Linked DNA regions of Danio rerio: region 2 is linked to region 1. The links are chromatin contacts, called in public Micro-C maps. All regions are on one chromosome and are shown on one strand. The core of a region is the stretch at or near the end of the contact, and the rest is flanking DNA. Distances in the headings are between cores, read along the strand shown. Region 1 holds the start of etsrp (ETS1-related protein). Region 2 holds the start of alkbh8 (alkB homolog 8, tRNA methyltransferase).

Region 1 (6,627 bases), core at 1,057-3,556:
CTCCTTCAATCACGACTCAAGCCTCGCACAGTTTGGCAACTTACTTTTCCAGATGTATTTTTTCTGCGCGCCTGAGGAAAATGGCCTGAGGTGTTTGTTTATACAAGGCCCTTGGGTTGGTCTTATCTGTCCAAAGCACTCACGCCGTGATTTCAGGCCTCCTCGACTCGGAATTTTACAGGCCATTGTTCTCTTGAATGGCTTTTAAAGATACGAACGCCTAATTAAAGCTAAAGTTACTTGTTCTGATTGATCTTGTTTCTAACTTCCAGTCACATTTTCTCATTTCTTTATTTCATTAGAATGTACTTAAATGGGTCTGTCAAATTATCATTTAAGGCTACTTAAATGATAACTTAGGTTCAGCCTATCATCACTTTTCATTTTTAGCGCAAACTATTAGGCAATATGCTACTTTGGACTTCAGGCAGTTCAAACCTATTATTTATAATCTCACACATTTAATTTTAAAGCCTGACAACAAGCAAGTCATCAAGCATAAAAAACGTTGCTATTAATATAATATAACTAAAAATTGAGTGCATTGTTAAAAAAAACTGCCAGGGAGAAACCAAAATGGTGTTTTCAGTGATGCCATATGAACCCATTTAAACCAAAGAACATTTGTGTGAGTGTGAAGATGAATGTGAAGAACATTTTTATAATCTCTAGACTTTATAACATTTTTTACAATACAAAGAACCAAATTTGTGGAATGAAAAGTAATGGTTGCAGGTTTTTGTGTTTAGCTAATTGTAACTTATTAAACAACAAGTTAACCATCTTCTAACTGAAATCAACTTGCGTAACTAATAAAAATAAGTCAGTATAATATAATGCAAGTTGAAATGACTCATACGGTTAGTTGATTCAGCTTTAAAAACTAAGGCAACCAGTATTTTTACAATGTGGAATCATCGATGCGAGTTTATTTAAGTTAATCGAGCTTGTCATACCATCATTATATTAACAATGTTCGTATTTCTTACGGCCTATAATTAATATCGTTGTTAAAACCCATGAACATCAACCCACGAGTGTCAAGCTATTTCATAACTAACAAGAGACAATTCATATTTAACATATGTTATGTTAAAACAGCTGCCACAACATTATTTATCAATATGTGGACCTTTTTGGATTCTCTGAAGCTATAGAAATTAAAAATGTAAAACAGGAAATTGGTTGGGACCATTGGTATTGTTTACATCCTTGAAAATTGTCTATAAGAAACTCTGAGTTTGAAACACTAGTATTGGGGTAATTAAATATTTGAAAAAATCATGAGGTTAATTTGATTCAGCTTAAACTGGGGCGACCAGGATTTGTTTACAGTGTAGAATCATCGATGCGAATATATCAAAAAATTAATTGAGCAAGTCATATCATCATTATACTAACAATAGCGGTATTTCTTTAGGCCTATTATTGATATCGTTGTTATGTGACTATAGTAACTTAATAAAACGCCATATAGAGATATAATTAATGTTTAGAAACTATAAGAAACCTATAAGAAACGTTGAGTTTGAAACACTTTGGCCAATAGTAACAATAAATAAATTATATATTTATTAATGTAAACAAAACGTTTAGAGTTTGTCCTGATGCACATCAGTCTTTTAAATTGTTTTTTTTTATTATTATTGTGTCTGTGAGACAAATAAGTAAAAAAAAAAAAAAAACAGATACATAGTCTGTCATTTGCCCAGTCTGGTTTGTGTCAGTTTTGACCTGGCTTTTCATGATTTCTGATCACAAAAACGGGTTTAGATATAACATTTTTGGCACAAATATAGGCTACATCCTGTTGTCCTATCGGATCATGTTAATTTTATTTAGCCCAGGTCATTCGTAGTTTCTTGTCTCAAAGAACAGTTTTGAACACATTGTCTAATATTGTTTTCAGACTTTATTGTCACGAGGATGAATTTTTCAACTATCGTCAGGAGAAAATGATCACGATTTACTAGTCAAAATTGAAAGGACTCTATTATTTGCTGAAAACATATGGGGTCGAATTAACACGTACACATCGTCTTGTGTTAAGAAAAGAAAATAGAGAACGTGTCTGTCAAATCTGTGCTGGGATGTTTTTTTACTCCCCTCACCTTTTCTGTGAATGAAAGGGTAACAAATCTGTGGTCGTGACTCCTGTCTGACGTCACGAGGAGTAAAAGGAGGGGAAGCGCAGTCACGACGCATTCCTTCAGAAGACGCGCGGACACGCCCCAGCGCGCGCGGCCTCTTTATAACGGTCCTCAGTCCAGCACAGACAGTCAACAGAGCTGAAAAGCAGAGCTGAGGCACTGTCAAAACCCCTGATATAGTGAAATAAGGACTCAGTGAAAACTTTAAGGTAAGACTTTTCTATTTATTCGACTGTTTGAAATTAATGTAATCAGAATGACTTTTTGTTGATGTATTTAGATCTCTGTTTTGATATTTCTATAAATTGGATTTGATTTGAACTATTTTTGGATTAAGATGTATCTATGTTAGTTTAATAATATAATGTTTTCTTTTTAGATATGGAAATGTACCAATCTGGATTTTACACAGAAGACTTCAGAACTCAGGAGGTTCCTGCTGGTTTCGACTTCAGTTCATATGGTAATATCTTATTTCAACATATTTTAAAACTTCAGTTGCTTCGTTCTTAATATATAAATTATAGCACTTCATTTGCAAAGATCACATTCAATTTGCCCTGATGAGGGGAAAAAATCAGTCAGATTTTGTGGGATTTAGTATTTCTCCAGCCTGGTTTCCTGAATGTCAGTGCAAAACATTTCCGCTGTCCTTGAGCTGCAAACAGCAGAATTGCAACACCCCTGTCAGAACCCTAAAAATCAGACCTTGACATCTTGTTTGTGTGCACTAATTCAAAGCTCATCAGGAAAAGGGGATGTCAGGCAATGCATGCACTGAGATTTAGGAATGGGATGTCGAAAAAAAAAGAGGGGTGGTCGGGTTAAAGATACACCCGTTTTTCTGCTCCCTCCCTCTCTTCCTAATCCTTTCCTCCAGACTTCCTCCTCAAACAGATTTAGCACCCCCTCTCCTACACCCTTCTTCATCACTCTGTCACAGAGCCTTTACTAGTGCTTCCTCTACTCCTAACACACTTCAGGCCAGGCGTAGAAAGCTTTATGCATCCATTAATACATCATTTGGCCTGACTCTCATTCATTCCACATCTTTGATAATGTACCTCCAGACTGCAGTGGTGAAGACCTGTCCTTTTTATTAGACAGCAAAGGACCCGTCCAACAGCAGTATGCCGAAAACTACTCCGAGCCTCAGAAGGAGCTGTTGCACAAAGGTGAGCATCTCACAACATTCATATTTATCATATAATCATAATGCAAACAATTAGTGAAAGCATTATATCTGTTTGCTCAATAGGTCATGTTCTCACAGTCGACTCTGGGCTGTTCAATCTGGACTCTTTCCCTGAGTTCAGCAACTGGGCAGCATACACTAATAGTAAGTATCACATGACTATATCTGTGAATGTGTATAAAAGTGACCTGGCCTTATATGATGTCCTTTATCTCCCCCTTAAGTTCCAGAAGGAATGGTTGCAGACAGACAGCAGGTTGGCTTTCAGGAATCAACTCAAACCTACCAGAACCTCGTCCCTCTCTGCACTCCAGCACAAAGCAGTACATTCAGTCCCACAATGGACACCAGCAGCCATTACCAACCTGGGAAAGGCCCAAGTCACAGAGGAGCATCCGGGACCGCCAGCCTTGACCATTTGGGTATGCAATTTGACAGATACTTAATTTATTTACTGGATTTATATGCACACCAGAGATATTCTGGCTAAAACAACCTTTTCTAACTTAAAATAAATGCCAAATTTTAAAACCAAATTTAATTGTTTACTCAACTATTTTTTATATATTATTTATTCAGTTTATTTGATGTACTGAAATAACTAAAAGTAATAAAAATGCCATGCATACACATAGAATCAGTGTGTTTGTGTGTATATACACGCTTTATTATATTATCAGTATTATAGATTACTATTTGATTTGTTTTTTTATGATTTTTTACCTATTAAATATTCTGTATGATAATATATTTTGTTAAATTTGTGTTTAGTTAATACAATAATGCAATAGATTCAAATTTTATTTATTAATTTAATTTTTTATTATTTAATTATTATTATGTAATTGATTTTATTTATTTTAATGCGCTTAAATCTAGTCATTGAAATATTAACTTGTGTTTTTGGTGTTGCAGGTGAATCAGACAGGACATATGGTTTGTATGAAGCAGAGCAGCAAAGCAGGTCTTCATATTGGTCCGACTACCCCTCACCCGGTTACTGCAGCTCCATGCCGCTTAGCCAGCCTGCATCCTCCTCATCCCCTCCGGTCAGTCAGTCCGCTGAGCACTTCTGCCCCCGCGTGGTCAAAAGACGCAGCGCTCCTCCTCAAAGATCAGACAGAGAGGGCGAGATCACGCCAATGTCCGCCTACCCAGGTGAGCCTCTGTCTGTTACAGAAGCGCTTTTATAACAGAGAGTGAGATATATTTATTTATTTATTTATTTAATTATCTGTTTATCTATCTATCTATCCATCCATCCGTCCATCCATCTATCAATCTATTAGATTATTTATTTATTTAGCTATTTATCAATTTATTTATTTAGTTGTTTATTTATTTGTTTATTTATCTGTTTATCTATCTATCTATCCATCCATCCGTCCATCCATCTATCAATCTATTAGATTATTTATTTATTTAGCTATTTATCAATTTATTTATTTAGTTGTTTATTTATTTGTTTGTTTATTTATTTGTCTCAATGCTGTTTGATGTCCATCAGGATCTGGACCCATCCAGCTCTGGCAGTTTCTGCTAGAACTCCTGCTGGATTCTGCTTGCCACACTTTTATAAGTTGGACTGGTGATGGCTGGGAGTTTAAAATGTCAGATCCCGCTGAGGTAAGATTCCTAAAGCATTTAAAACTCAACAACACTTGGGTAGTGGACAAATAGATAGTAAAAATTAGTTTGAAGTCTTGATTTTTTTTTTTTTTTTGAGAAAATATAACCATAAATATAAAATGTATAATTTCTTTCACGTTTTATTTATTTATTTTGAACTGTACTAAAAAAAGTCCTGTAGTGTGACAGCAAAAATGAAGAACAACTCTTAATCTTGTACAAATAGTGTGAGAGCAATTGATCTTCATTGTTGGACATTTATCTTCATATAGGCAAGGCAAGTTACATTTCATACACAATGTGATACAAAGTGCTTTACATAAACAAGAATTAAAGAACAAGAAAATAAAAAATGATTGAAAGATTTAAAAATGATTAAAAACAGATAAAAATGTGTTAAAACAGTTTTAATAGAATGAAAAAGAAAAAGACATAATAGTGCGATCTGTCAGACGTAGCACAGTGCTCATTCAGTAAAGGCACAGCTAAACAGATTACAGTCTTCATTTAAATGTGCCTATAATGTTGGAGCACATCTGATCATTTCTGGAAGCTGATTCCTGCAGCGGGGGGCACAGTAGCTGAAGGGAGATTTGCTCTACTTTGACTGAACTCTTGGAATTTCTCATTTAATTGATCCTAAAGATCTGAGTGATCTGTTAGGTTTGTATTCAGTGAGCATATCTGTAATGTATTGAGGTCCTAGGCCATTTAGTGATTTATAGACAAGTAATAATACTTTAAAATCTATTCTGAATGTAACCAGGAGCCAGTGTAAAGACCTGAGGACAGGTGTGATGTGCTCTGATTTTCTGGTTCTGGTCAGAATCCTGGCCCCAGCATTCTGGGTGAGCTGCAACTGTCCGACTGCCTTTTTAGGAGGACTTTTATAGTATTTATAAGGCTTTTATAGGCTTTATATGGTGCTTTTAGTTTATATACAGTTATTAATAGTGTTTTACTTCATGATTTGTTGGGCTTGTTGGACCTTTTCCATCAATATGGTAATCACATTAAAAGAAAACAAAACCATTTTAAACGATATAGATATAGCGGTTTCAGAAACATAAATATGTGATAAATCCTCAGTCAAAAACTTAAAATGTGCATGTCATGGACTTTACAGAGAGCGTCAGTCATATTATCTTGAATGGTGTGTTTTAAAATGAGCGTATAATGTTCACCAGAGATGGTTTTCAGTGACCAAATGTACTAAAATATTATGTTTTTAGATATGGATGAGCAAAATGATTGCCATTTACTAAATAGTAAATCATTAATAAAATATTTATTAATAATTTTACCATTTTCTTTCTATATAAGAGCGAGAGGTATTAACACAGTAGCTTTTATTAAAAAGAGGTCCATGGAAGATGAAGAAATGTTTAGCTATGTACTGCATTTTAAATGACAACTCTTATTATATTCATTTTTGTCATGTGTGACAGTAAAAATGCACTGCCATGTCAACAACCCACGTACTGTCTGCACTGTAAAAAATCCTGGTTGCCTTACATTTTTAAGCTGAATCAAATTAACTTTGAGTTCATTAAACTTATATTGTGTTAAACTGATTTAAAATATCTTGCATAACTTATAAAATTAAGTTATAATGTGATTAACTTAGTTTAATAAGTTACAATGACCTAAAAC
Region 2 (6,627 bases), core at 2,530-5,029, 160 kb before region 1:
TTTTCAGAGAAGTTTAGTTCAGTATAGTTTAATTTTCACTACTAAAAGTCCAAATACTGAAGAGCAAACCCATCGATGCACACGAGTCCCAAACCAAGCAAGCCAGTGGTGACAGTGGCAAGGAACAAAACTTTAACAATTGACAAAAGCGAAGGAAAAAAAATCTTTGAGAGAAAGCAGGCTCAGTTGGACGCGACCATTTCTCCTTTGGCCAAACTTTTTGTGCAGAGCTGCAGTCTGGGCGCTGTAGGGCTGCACGATACTGCCGTCCAAAGCCACACCTGCTGAAATCATGAAATCACGCGCTCATTAAAGATGACAGCAGACAACCCACTAGTTTGTGTCATTCGCCAGTTTGAAAACTTTACAGTACTTAATATTACTACAGTTCTAGAAGAAAAAAACTGTGTTATGTGTAGCACATTTTCAGTTGTGTAGCAAGCAAAACTTGTCATAATGTGCAATACTTCACACATGCAAGGATGGTCTCACTCTCTCAAACTGTCCTAAAGCAACTACTGTATGCTTAGTGTTTGGCCAGCTGGTGTGCAGGAATTACGCTTATTACTAAGCCATACTTGCATGCTATTTCAGACCAAATATGGCTGTCATTACTCAGAAATGACCCAACGTGAAAAGAAAACCAACTTCAGCTCAGTAAAGCAGGCTAGGTGGAACAGCGCTGATGTTTTGTTGTTCAATTTAAATAAAATCTACATTATTGATGCTGTAAAAGGCCTTTTGCAACTGAAAGTAGTCACATCAGTCTTTCACCTGAAGATTTCAGTGGGTTTTGCTTTAGCATTTGATTTTACTGCGACTGTGTTTGTCTCGTGCACATGAACAGTGGCAGCTCTGCGTCACCAGAGCTACAAATCTACATTTGCTGACAGACAGTTTGGGCTACTTATCAGAATTATGGGAATTGTTGGCCCGACAATATTTAATTGGATTAACACTTTTTGCTTTGTTTTATGCCTTACCCAGAATATAAAAATACATATAAATTTAGATAATTTACTTTAATCATTACTATTGGAATGTGAAGAGACTGAGATATGAACTTACTGTAAGTCTGATTATTGGTGCACATATAAACATCCAGTCCAAACCACAAAAACTTGTTCAGCACAAATGAAGCACAGCTGTTAATGAAACAAAAGCATAAATATATAAATATTTTTGACTGGAACATTGCAGGAACTTTCAGAAACATCTTTGTCTGGATAGGACTTGAATTTACCTACAATGTTTGTTTTATTTATACATATTTTATTTATACAGTATTGTTTCCCATCCTCTTTGCAGACCACCACCCAAGGGGAAGAAATAAGGATTTATTGTGAAAACTTTCATCTCTTGTTCGCATCCTTCTTCGCTCCTGAAATTCTTGCTTCAGCCACTAGATGGACCCACAGTTTGCAGATGACAAAAGACTGATATAACTGAACCATTTTCCTGCATCCATTGGGACGGGAGTGCATCCCGCTGCAATATATTCTTTATGGAGAGTAACACAGCTCCCGGGTTTTTCTGTTTTGTTTTTTCTTTGTATGATTATCCTCTGTGTAATATACAGTACCGAGAGATGAATTTTGAGTTTTGCTTGTCAGAATTATTGGAATCTCGATTAACTAGATCAACAGTTTTCAGAAGCATACCTTTGTTATTGTTTCTTTAAATATTTTTAGTAAAACATTTTTATCTGATATGGCTGTGGTTTGTGTTTTTACATTTCTCACATGCTGAGGTAGATTTTCAAAAAGACAGAACTTTGTGATGTTCAGTCAGATTTCTTTTTTTGCTGAATCAATTAGTCATATTCATTAATGTTTGAATTGCAGATTCCATTAATCATTACGGCATAAATCCTTAAAAGGGTAGTTCAACCAAAACTGAACATTCTGTCATCAGTTACTCACCCTTCACTTGTCTCAACAGTCTGAGTTTTTTTTGCGGAACACAAGATATTTTAAGAAATCATGAAAACCTGTAAACATTGTCTTCCACAGTGTTTGTTTTTCCTTCTGTGCAAGTCAATGGTTACCCAATGACAAACATCTTTTAGAAAATATCCTTTTGTGTTAAACAGAAAAATGAATGTAATTACTTGAGTGCGAGTGAAATTTCATTTTTGCTTTAATGCTGGCTGACAATTTCAATGTCGATTCATAATTGCATTTACATTCAGACTAGAATGATTTTAATCCCAGTAAAGGGGCTCAAAAAACCTTTATCTCATTACTGCACTGAAGTGTCCATGGGTTTAGACTTGCATGCATGCCTCGAATGAACTTGTGGTATTATTCTGCAGATGTGTTTTCGGAAGTCTCTTAAAGGGTTGATCAATTTTATCAAGCCAATATCATCTATTGAAAATGGGCTTTGCTTGTGTGCTGGTTTATACAAGTGAATTTAGATTTCTCCCTGCTTGATCATCTGATAAGTAAACATACTAGTACACAAACTAAATTAAACATTATTTTTTTCAAGTGTCTTCTCATTTAAAGTAGCTGCTAGTAATCTAAATTAAAAGTTCAGATCTTTAAAAGTAGAGGCAAGCAATTTAAACAATTTTAATTGAACTTTTAACTTGGTTTAGATTGTTTTTCATATATCTAAAATCAGGCTTCATGTCATCAACACTTTTAGTCAAATGCCAAATAATTGTCCACATACTAAAAAGGCCCATCTTGGTAGCCATGCCATCAAGATAGTCATTGAGTGTTCCAATTTAAAGGAGAGGGGTCTAGATGCAGATCTGGTGCAGTGCAATCTGAGCTGCATGCAATGCTTTTTAAAGCGCTCAATTAACCCTACCCGTCACAGTGACGTCACTCACTCCATTGAGTTCATTGTGTCTGACATAGCATCGCTGAGTGATGCAATCTCAGCTTGCATCATAAAGGCTGCATCCAGATACTATTGATTTAAAGGATTTACATAAATAATTGGCTGATCTATTAATGTATGACAAAAAAAGTGCTTATTGTATTACCAAGGTTCTAAAATGTTTTTTGCAGAACTAACATATTGTTAACATGATAATATATTGTAACCGTAGGCTAACCTGTTTCGGGTATTTAACATGTTTCTGGTTGTTTTAATGTGACGAAAATGTAAAAAATGTGTCTCTTACTACTATGTTGCTGCTATTTATGTTTAGTACACAGTATGTTTTAGCATGGAAAATAAATTACCATTAGATGTCATGTTTCTAGAAAGTTGCTAGCATTTTTCATGTCATGTAATACAACTAACGTAACATTTTACGTCTGTTTCCACGTTTAGCATGTTACTAGCATGATATATTACATTTCTAGCATGAGTTCTAGATCTAAAATGCCTTCACTTGATAGCTGAATTATGTTTTGCCACAATTCTAGCACATGGCTAACATGTTGCTAGCATTAATTCTCCAGTTTTCATTTATACCACCTGTTATTGTGGTTTAAATGTTGCTAATATTTTATTTTCTGGCATGGAAATAGAATGTTAGTAACATATTTTCAAAACTCAGCACATTACCAGCCGGTTTCTAGCATGACTTTGCACGTGTTTCTGTGATATAATTATGTAAAGTTTTTTAAATGAATGTTCAATGTGCTTTCGGAAATATAATCGGATGATATTTACAGACATGAATTATATGTCCAAATGTACTACACATGACTTTGCACGTTGTAAGCATACTTTACTAAAATAAGATACAAAATCAATAATTATTCGGATACTAGGAACCAATCTTGCAGTTTGTGTTCACGGGCCACGGCGGATCAGTTATGCTGTTGCACTATTGAGAGCAGCATGGAGAGCTCGAGAAGTGTCCGAAGAACGAAAGAGGAGAAAAAACTACTCCGAAGGCAGATTAAAGCCAGTCACACATTACTGAAGCACGAGGACATAACCACAGTATCACACCCCACAAAGGTACTTATGAAGCTTATTTTGGTGTATTGTCACCCAGAAGGATTTAGTCCGAGCGTTGCAGAGGTTTAATGAACAGTACCATAGACATCTGTCATAGTGTAATGTGTCATTCATTGTATATAATTAATGCTAATATATATGCTGAAAATAAAAGTCTTTTTGCTATTAAATCCACAGATCATTTTAAACGAATGTAGTGCAGTCCATGGTAAACTGTTTTAAATGTAATGTAAAATTGAAAGGGTTAACTTAGTTCACCTGAAAACAAAAAAAGTTCTACACCCTGCTGAAAAAAACGGCATGTGGTAAAGTATGTGTTGATGCTGGTCTTGCTTGTTTCAATGCTGGTTTTCCTGGTCTTAATGTTGGTTTTGCTGGTCTCAATGCTGGTTTTAATGCTAGTTTTGCTGGTCTCAATGCTAGTTTTGCTGGTCTCAATGCTGGTTTTAATGCTAGTTTTGCTGGTCTCAATGCTAGTTTTGCTGGTCTCAATGCTGGTTTTGCTGGTCTCAATGCTGGTTTTGCTTTTCTCAATGCTGGTTTTGCTGGTCTCAATGTTGGTGTTGCTGGTCTCAATGCTGGTCAGGAGCAGCACTGAGACCAGCACTGAAACCAGCAAAACCAGCATTGAGACCAGCATACTAGCATCAAAACATATCTTACCAGCATATGCTGTTTTTTTCAGCAGGGCATTTACTCAACTTTGACTTGTTTCAAACCTGTATTAATTTGTTTGTTGTTGTTTTTTGTTAAACACAAAAGAAGATATTTTGAAGAATGTTGACAACCAGTAACCATTGACATCCAGCGCATTTGTTTTTCTTGTTTATCAAAGTTTATCAGCTTCTAACATGCTTCAAAATCATTTTAACAGGTAAAAAAAAAAAACCTCAAAACTGTAGAGCAGGGGTGCCCAAACTCAGTCCTGGTGGGCTAGTGTCCTGCATATTTTAGCTCCAACACCAATTAGACACACCTGAAACAGCTAATCTAGCTGTTTCCAGGTAGACTAGAACCTTCCAGTTAGATGTATTGAAGAAAGTGTAAGGTAAACCATGCAGGGCCCTCCAAGACTGAGTTTGGGCACCCCTGCTGTAGAGGATAAGTAAATGGTGATAACACAGATTTTGTTTTTTGTGAACTGTCTCTATAAAATCAGTCATATTTGTGATGTATGCACAATATTGTGTTGCCTGTTCATTTTAATGTAAAATTTAAAGGGTAAATAACCTAAAAATGAAAAAACTTCTAGATTTACTCACCTTTGACTTGTTCCAAACCTGAACAAGTTTTTTTTCTGGTTGTTTTGATGAATATAAAAAAAGATATTTTGAAGAATGTTGACAATCAGTAACCATTGACATCCATAGCATTTGCTTTTCGTGTGTGTAAATAGTTACCGGCTTCCAACATGCTTCAAAATAATTTATATAACAAATTAATTTATAATAAAAATAATTTATAAAAAAAAAAGAATAATTTGTTTTCAACTGATCAAAAAATCAAACTCAAAGATCAATCTCGAATAGGTTTTAAAAAAAAGTAGAGCGTGAGTAAAATGTTGATAACTTTCATTTTTGGGTAAACTGTCCCTATAAAATCAGTAAATATATATATATATATATATATATATATATATATATATATATATATATATATATATATATATATATATATATATATATATATATATATATATATGTGTGTTTTTTTGTGTGTTTGCTTTGTCTAAATAACCCAAAGAGCAGTCAGTGATGTCTATTTCTGCATGTCTCTTATTGCAGCATCTGGTGGTTTCTAATGGCGGTTTGGGGAATGGAGTGAGCCGAGAGTCTCTACTGGAGGTCCTTAAAGAAGGAGGAACTGTTGAGTCTCTCCTCACCCCTCCATCAAAACCTTATGCGTTTGTGTCTTATTCATCTATCGAAGCTGGCCAGAATGCATACACACTTCTCAATGGACGAACACTACAGTGTCAGGATCAGACCATGACACTTTATTTCAGCTATGTTGTGAAAGGTGCATCACGCGGGACATATTTTAATAAACACTGTTACTGAGCTCCGTGTTTAATGAATCTGGTTGTTTTCCAGTGGACTGTGACAGGAGTGTGTCCTGTGCTTTGCCTCCTGGTCTGTCTGTATTGGAGGATTTTGTGTCTTTGGAGGAGGAGCTGCAGATTCTGAAGGCTGTTGATTGGACACCACACGCTGATGATGTCACTGGTAAGAGATTGTTAATGCTAATTCAAGTTCGAAAAAAAAAGAAAAAGAAATTCAAGTTCGAGTAAATTTCCTTGGCATAACATTATTTTTTATTTATCACCCTTGTTTATATATGATTTAAATTAGTCTATAAATTATATATTCCTGTACTTCTCTGGTAATGACCCTACTTCTCTCTTATTCTTAAAGGGCACCAATTTTACCTCTTACAAGATGTAAGATAAGCTTTTGGTGTCTTCAGAATGTGTCTGTAAAGTTTCAGCTCAAAATACCCATCAGATTATTTCTTATATCCAGAATCCGCCCATTTTGGTGTCTGAATAAATTGTAGCTGTTTTTATAGCCTGTGGCTTTAAATGCCCCACCCACTCTTCCCACATGCGTGTCAGCTTCTCATTCGCTACATCATTTAAACAGCCATCAGTGACAGAAACAGACTCGGATAAAGCTGAAATACAGCTTGTTAGTCAAA

Evidence for each region. A called contact is a pair of places that touch in the nucleus more often than the background predicts.
Region 2: a contact with region 1 is called in a Micro-C map of caudal fin, with 1.9 times the contacts expected there. The contact joins the promoter of alkbh8 here to the promoter of etsrp in region 1. A contact is called at or near these places in 3 of 18 Hi-C or Micro-C datasets (caudal fin and embryo).

The regions. Positions count from the first base shown.
Region 1 is chr16:46,432,253-46,438,879 of GRCz12tu, reverse strand. etsrp (ETS1-related protein) reads left to right here and starts at 2,306. Exons shown (of 8, transcript NM_001037375.1): 1 at 2,306-2,359; 2 at 2,530-2,613; 3 at 3,221-3,325; 4 at 3,409-3,489; 5 at 3,570-3,767; 6 at 4,261-4,503; 7 at 4,853-4,971. The coding sequence starts at 2,532. It also overlaps a transcript of caspa not described here.
Region 2 is chr16:46,595,707-46,602,333 of GRCz12tu, reverse strand. alkbh8 (alkB homolog 8, tRNA methyltransferase) reads left to right here and starts at 3,779. Exons shown (of 12, transcript XM_073926551.1): 1 at 3,779-3,930; 2 at 4,766-4,804; 3 at 5,715-5,949; 4 at 6,024-6,155. The coding sequence starts at 5,919. It overlaps fbl (fibrillarin), which reads left to right. Exons shown (of 9, transcript NM_213002.1): 9 at 1,309-1,709. The coding sequence ends at 1,333.